2 separate regions of the Zea mays genome follow, and region 1 is linked to region 2. The links are chromatin contacts, called in public Hi-C maps. All regions are on one chromosome and are shown on one strand. The core of a region is the stretch at or near the end of the contact, and the rest is flanking DNA. Distances in the headings are between cores, read along the strand shown.

Region 1 (2,700 bases), core at 129-2,628, 210 kb before region 2:
AGGGGAAGGAGAGTCACCAGCCACTGCCTTGGCGACCGTGGCAGCAGCGGACTTCACGTCCGGCATGGTTCTCCTCAACCCAGCAAAACTTGTGGGCAAAAAAAGTTAAGTCAGTAAAACTTGGGGGGGGGGGGGGGAGCATGCATCCAACCATTGGTTGGACCCATGATTTTAACCTAGGGTATGTATATGCCTAGCATAATATAGAATACAATGTAACAACCATAAATCCTACAGATGGTTCAATATAATACCTTAGATTCAACAATCAACAAAGAAATGTCAAACTTGCATAAATTATACTATAATATTTTTACACTTACACAGCTTCAAAAAATATATTTTTACACTTACAAACTCCTTGAAATTTGACTATAACGTTGTTTCTATTTCTGGTAGTACTTGTGACATTCTACGAAAACAGAATTTAGGAAGGAAGGAATGCAATTCAATTGGACACTAGTACTTTTTATTGTTGAGAAAACTAGGGGCTGAATTTGTTCGGTAGAACTTTCATCAGCTAATCACTAATAAGTCACTGCTCACTACAGAAGGCCAGAATCCAGTATTTACGCAAGGAACGGGAACAGCACATTTTCATATCATTCAGAAACAGACGTTTCAGTCCTTCACACACAAATCTGTTGACATTTCAGGTGAAGAATCATGCAATGCTGCCACGTCATATTAACAATAATTTTGAAAGCTACATTCAAAATCCCTAACCTTAAGACGGAAGTAGGCAGGCACTCACCAGGAGTCCAGGAGCCAGTTGGCAAGGGGTCAACTGCCGGCCTGTCGAGCTCCGCTGGAGCCTGGAGGCGCGTCCCGCGCTGGGAGAGGTGACGTTCCACTGGACGCAGCCCGCACAGCGAAAGGCGTCCGCAGCCGCAAGGCGTCGGGCAGTCCGAGAGATGCAGATCGGGAGTCAGCGGGCCTGGGCAACTCTACGGCGGCGCGTCGTCTTCGCGCAGAGGCAGCTGGCGGCGGCACGTCGTCGTACCTGGCTCGGGGAGAGGGAGAACGGGCGAAGAGGCGTGAGTCGGGGGGTCGACGCAAACGGCTTGAGAGTTGAGAGTTGAGAGTGGAGAGTTACTAGGGCTGGCAGCTGGCTATTGCCTCTTTGGGGCTTTCTTTATCGAGATTGGGTGCTCAAAATCTGACTATTTAAGCCTATTTTAGGCTAAAATGGACGCCAGGCAGGCCCCAGGTGAGGTCCGGGGAACCGAGCAGCGCCTCTCGTCAAGGAAATTGGGTGGGAGGAGGCCTTGCCGGCGACGAGAAAGGACACGACCTGGCAGCGGCGATCGGATGGCGCGCAACAAGAAGAGGACGAAAGAGAAGACGAAAAGCCCGAAACCCTACTCTGGGCTCGGGCTGGGCTTCGGCTGGTTCGACCGGTCCGGTTGTCCCGGTTTTGGTGCTATCTGCCGTGCCAGTTTGCCACTGTGCCAGTGCACGCGAGTGTGACAGATCATCTTTTTTCTAGTGTGAAACAATTGCTCAATGAACATCGTATACATAGAGGTTTTTTGTGCAATCGTTTCACAAAATTTAATTTTTGTGGTTAGATCGTTTCTCAAAGTGTGAAACCTCTATGCAATCGTTTCATAACAAAGAGAAACTTATGAAACGATTGCTCAAGTATTTAAATTTAATATTAATGAACAAGGAAATGTGCAAGAAGTATATTGTCTGTTTGGTCGGAGGACACGACCGTGCACCTGCAGCCGCGTAGTCTCAAAGCAGGTGACGTTTGGTTGGTTTCTCATCACATACAGGTTGAATAGATACAAAACGAGGGGCAGCAGATGGGTATCTCTACGCAAGCAGGCGCTGCCCATGCAACTGCATGTATTTGCACGCAAACAAGAAAGCTTTAAAGGTTGTTTTTTATTATATTTTCTAATTAAAATATTTACTCGTCAAATCAATTTCATATTCATGTTTCTCAAAATTTTACGAACAAAACTAGACTATACTATACGTGTTGTATAATATTTGAAAAAAATATTTATGCACTCTTCTTTTATACATGTTCTGATGCAGATTACCAAACACAAACTGTATTTATCTTGAATGTACTAATATAAACAACCAAACAAGAGACTATGTATAGATAGAGTATGTGCCCAAGATATCTGGCTCCTCACGTATAGGCCATGCTACCACCATTCAACAACCAAACAGACGCTTGAGCAATCGTTTCATACTTCTCTTCTTGCTCAAAAGATAGAATTCTGTTTAGGTAACTAACGTAAGTAAGGTGTGACATGATATTTTTCATAAATCTATCTATGTATCTATTGTTATTTTTTTATTGCTTCCACTTGTTGGGGACTTGTTCTCAAATGCTATGAGTTAAGAACAAGGCAACACAGAAAATGTTAATCGTTAAAGCCCTTCGTCCTTCGAAACATTATTTCCCTTAGGGTATAATGGTTTTCTGACGAAGGTTATGAAGGATATACCTTCATAAATTCATTAAATAATGACGAAGGATGAAATGTAAGAAATATAAATGACAACATGAGCAATTATGCATTATTATTAAGCATAAACGGAAATGTCGTTGAATTACAAGTATACCTTCAACTGGAAGGAGATGATAGTACAAGCGTGACGCAAAAAGCGAATGCCAAGTCAGCGTGAACAATACAGGGGTACTGTTCACCTATTTATAGGCGCGGGACACAACCC
Region 2 (2,700 bases), core at 169-2,668:
AAAAATAGCTATAGCTATTAGTATAATCTCAGAGATAAGGGTACCATGTTGAAAATTATATACAGAAATAAATAATTGGCCCCAGCCCCGCTACAGATCTCACCCTGGCCTCGGACTGCACTCACTTGACAGAGGATAAAACACCCATTTGATACTCAGCAAAGGGAGTCATAGATTTCTGGTCGTTAACCTTCGTATCCAACTAGAATTATCTGATTGCTTGGCAGCGTATCCCACAGTGTAATCAAAGGCAGGACAAAAATTAGCTTGCGCACATCAAAGCGAAGCCATGGCAACACTATCTTGTGCCAGGCATCTCTGAATTAAAAGAACCTTGCTACAATGTAGCCAACCGTTGTAGTTGGAGAAACAACCAATGGGTTAGCTGTGATTACCTCTACTACCTGAACCAAAAAGTGGCAAGATGATCCGATTTCACCTAGTAATAGAAAATACTAAAAGGAGTGCGCAGAGCAAACTATTGATATGCCAATCAATATCAGCCAGCCTACGAAGCAGCCAAAAAAGTTCAGCAGCTATTCTAGTCGCAATACCTACAGGTGGTAAATTTATCACTGCAAGCACATTCGACATAGGGATGCATAAGTTGCAGTTTGGTTGTAAATTTAGTACAAACAAAAAGTGTGCATGCTTGGGTAAGCCAAAGTCTCCAACAACCCACTGAATCCTATCTTTGACCATGTCAGTACAGGATAAGGCACGCAAAAATCAACTCCCTAGCTTCCTTGCACACCAAAGATTCCACGCACAGGGGGCACGCATCCCTTCCCAACCGAAGCACAACTTGCAAATGGATCAACACAGAGTCATTCACGGCAATGGCAGATCCCCATCAGCAATCTACCTCTCCGCAACCCACTCCGGGCATCGGACAAGAACACGCAGCAGGCGGCGCCGTGGCACGCCCCCGATCACGGAATCGTTCGCCCCACCCAACCCAGCACCAGTTGTAGAGCAGAAGTTCGCTCGTCTGTTCATCGCACCTAGACAGGGCGGCGAGGGAGCCGGTCGCGGGCAGTAAACCGGTGCACGCAAATGGCCAAACCCCCCGCCCCACGCGGTGGACACCAAGCAGCGAGGGTTAGCAATCGGAGGGTAGAAGGAGGGACCTGACCTTCAGCCGGGAGTCCCGATCCCCGCTGATTCGCCGAGAAACCCCGAGAGGAGCCCCGAATCCGCGCCGAATCTCCAGGGAATCGCCCGCCCCGGCGGTCGGATTGGGTGGGGAAAGCGTCGAGGGGGAGAGGATGCGTAGGGAGGGAGGGAAGGATGGTGGTGTTTGGCTTGGGGGAGAGGGGAACCGACTGAATAGAAACGGGATTGGCACGGGGGTGCAGAGTGCAGACTGCAGACGTCCAGTCTGGGAGAAGAGGTTCATGGCCTCATGGTACTCTCGTCTGAACCATAGTTTCTAGAGCTTTTCGGCGGTTAGTTTTTTTATTTTAAAAAAGTAATAATAATTTTTAGTTGATATTCTTAGTTTTTTAAACTTAGACACTCTATTAGTTGTTAAAATTAGTTAAAAACATTTAAACAGTATAACTAATAATTTAGTTATTAGCTACTTTATTTAAAGACACCCTAGACACCTCCAGCTAATAATCTATCTAATTATTAGTTACGCTCTCAACTACTCATGAGTTATTAGTTGGTTTAGAGTACCTATTTGTTAATTGGATAATTCCAATAGCAATTTTTAGCTAGCTAGGTATTTTCTCTAGTACATTCAAATAGAACCTTAGAGAATGAGGCTTTTAATATTTTATATAAACTCAACTTTTTTAAGCTAAACAAAAGCTGGTTTAGGGTACATATTTGTAGTTTCATCGAAGCCAAACAGAAGCTGGTTGTTTGAGTTGTTCAAAAACTAAAACTAACAGGACCTTAAAATACTCATATTTTTCTCTTTTATTTAAAAGATAAGAAAAAAGTGTCTCGTGGTAAAAGGGAGAGGTTACTTCATTTCCAGTAACATCCGGGCCTATTGTTGTAATGTTTTTCTAGGTATAAAATGTGACTGTAATGCCATTTGCTAAAAAGCTCAAGTAGAAAGAGATAACTATGTCACTCACAGAAGGAAATATAATCTTGAGATATATTAGTTTATGCTTCAAACGTGAATAATTTCACTGGAAGAAAGGAGCTTTTATAAGGCAACAAGAACAATGTACAAGGAACTAGAGCATGCCAGACCCGAGCACATTTCAACAAAGTTAGTGTAAAAATCATTTTCTTTTCTTTGAATTAAAAACTAGAATAAGAGAAACATAATCTCAAAGTGTGGAAACCTTTTTTTTTTAAAAAAAGTACATCATGCATGCATCTATGTTCCTTCCATGGGATGAGAACGAGAGAGAATGCCACAATATAATTGAGGAAGAACATCGTTTACGTCACTGTTGCTAGCAAATATTCAGTACAATTTCGAATTTGGATCAGGATAGTTAGAGTTCGCAAAAAAAAACTTAGATCCTGCGCTCTACCCAAGAAGCTTGTCAATCACCTGTTAGAATTATAGGCATTTTCCATATCATTTTAATTCCATAAATTAACATTATGATGATGACATATAAAAGATAATTAACCATATAAATCGTGATCTCAAATATATCCATAACAATATGGATCATGGGAACACAAAGCATATGAAGCATATAAAACATATAAATATAATAAGCA

The links. Hi-C and Micro-C count contacts between places; a contact is called where the count stands out from the background.
Region 1: a Hi-C map of endosperm shows a contact between it and region 2, with 2.3 times the contacts expected there. The contact joins the promoter of LOC100276049 here to the promoter of LOC100194293 in region 2. A contact is called at or near these places in 2 of 25 Hi-C or Micro-C datasets (ear and endosperm).

What each region holds. Positions count from the first base shown.
Region 1 is chr4:38,430,712-38,433,411 of Zm-B73-REFERENCE-NAM-5.0, reverse strand. It overlaps LOC100276049, which reads right to left and starts at 1,378. Exons shown (of 7, transcript NM_001149934.3): 1 at 1,097-1,378; 2 at 755-1,003; 3 at 1-88. The coding sequence starts at 66.
Region 2 is chr4:38,224,491-38,227,190 of Zm-B73-REFERENCE-NAM-5.0, reverse strand. It overlaps LOC100194293 (leunig-related7), which reads right to left and starts at 1,418. Exons shown (of 4, transcript NM_001139332.2): 1 at 1,136-1,418. The coding sequence starts at 1,399.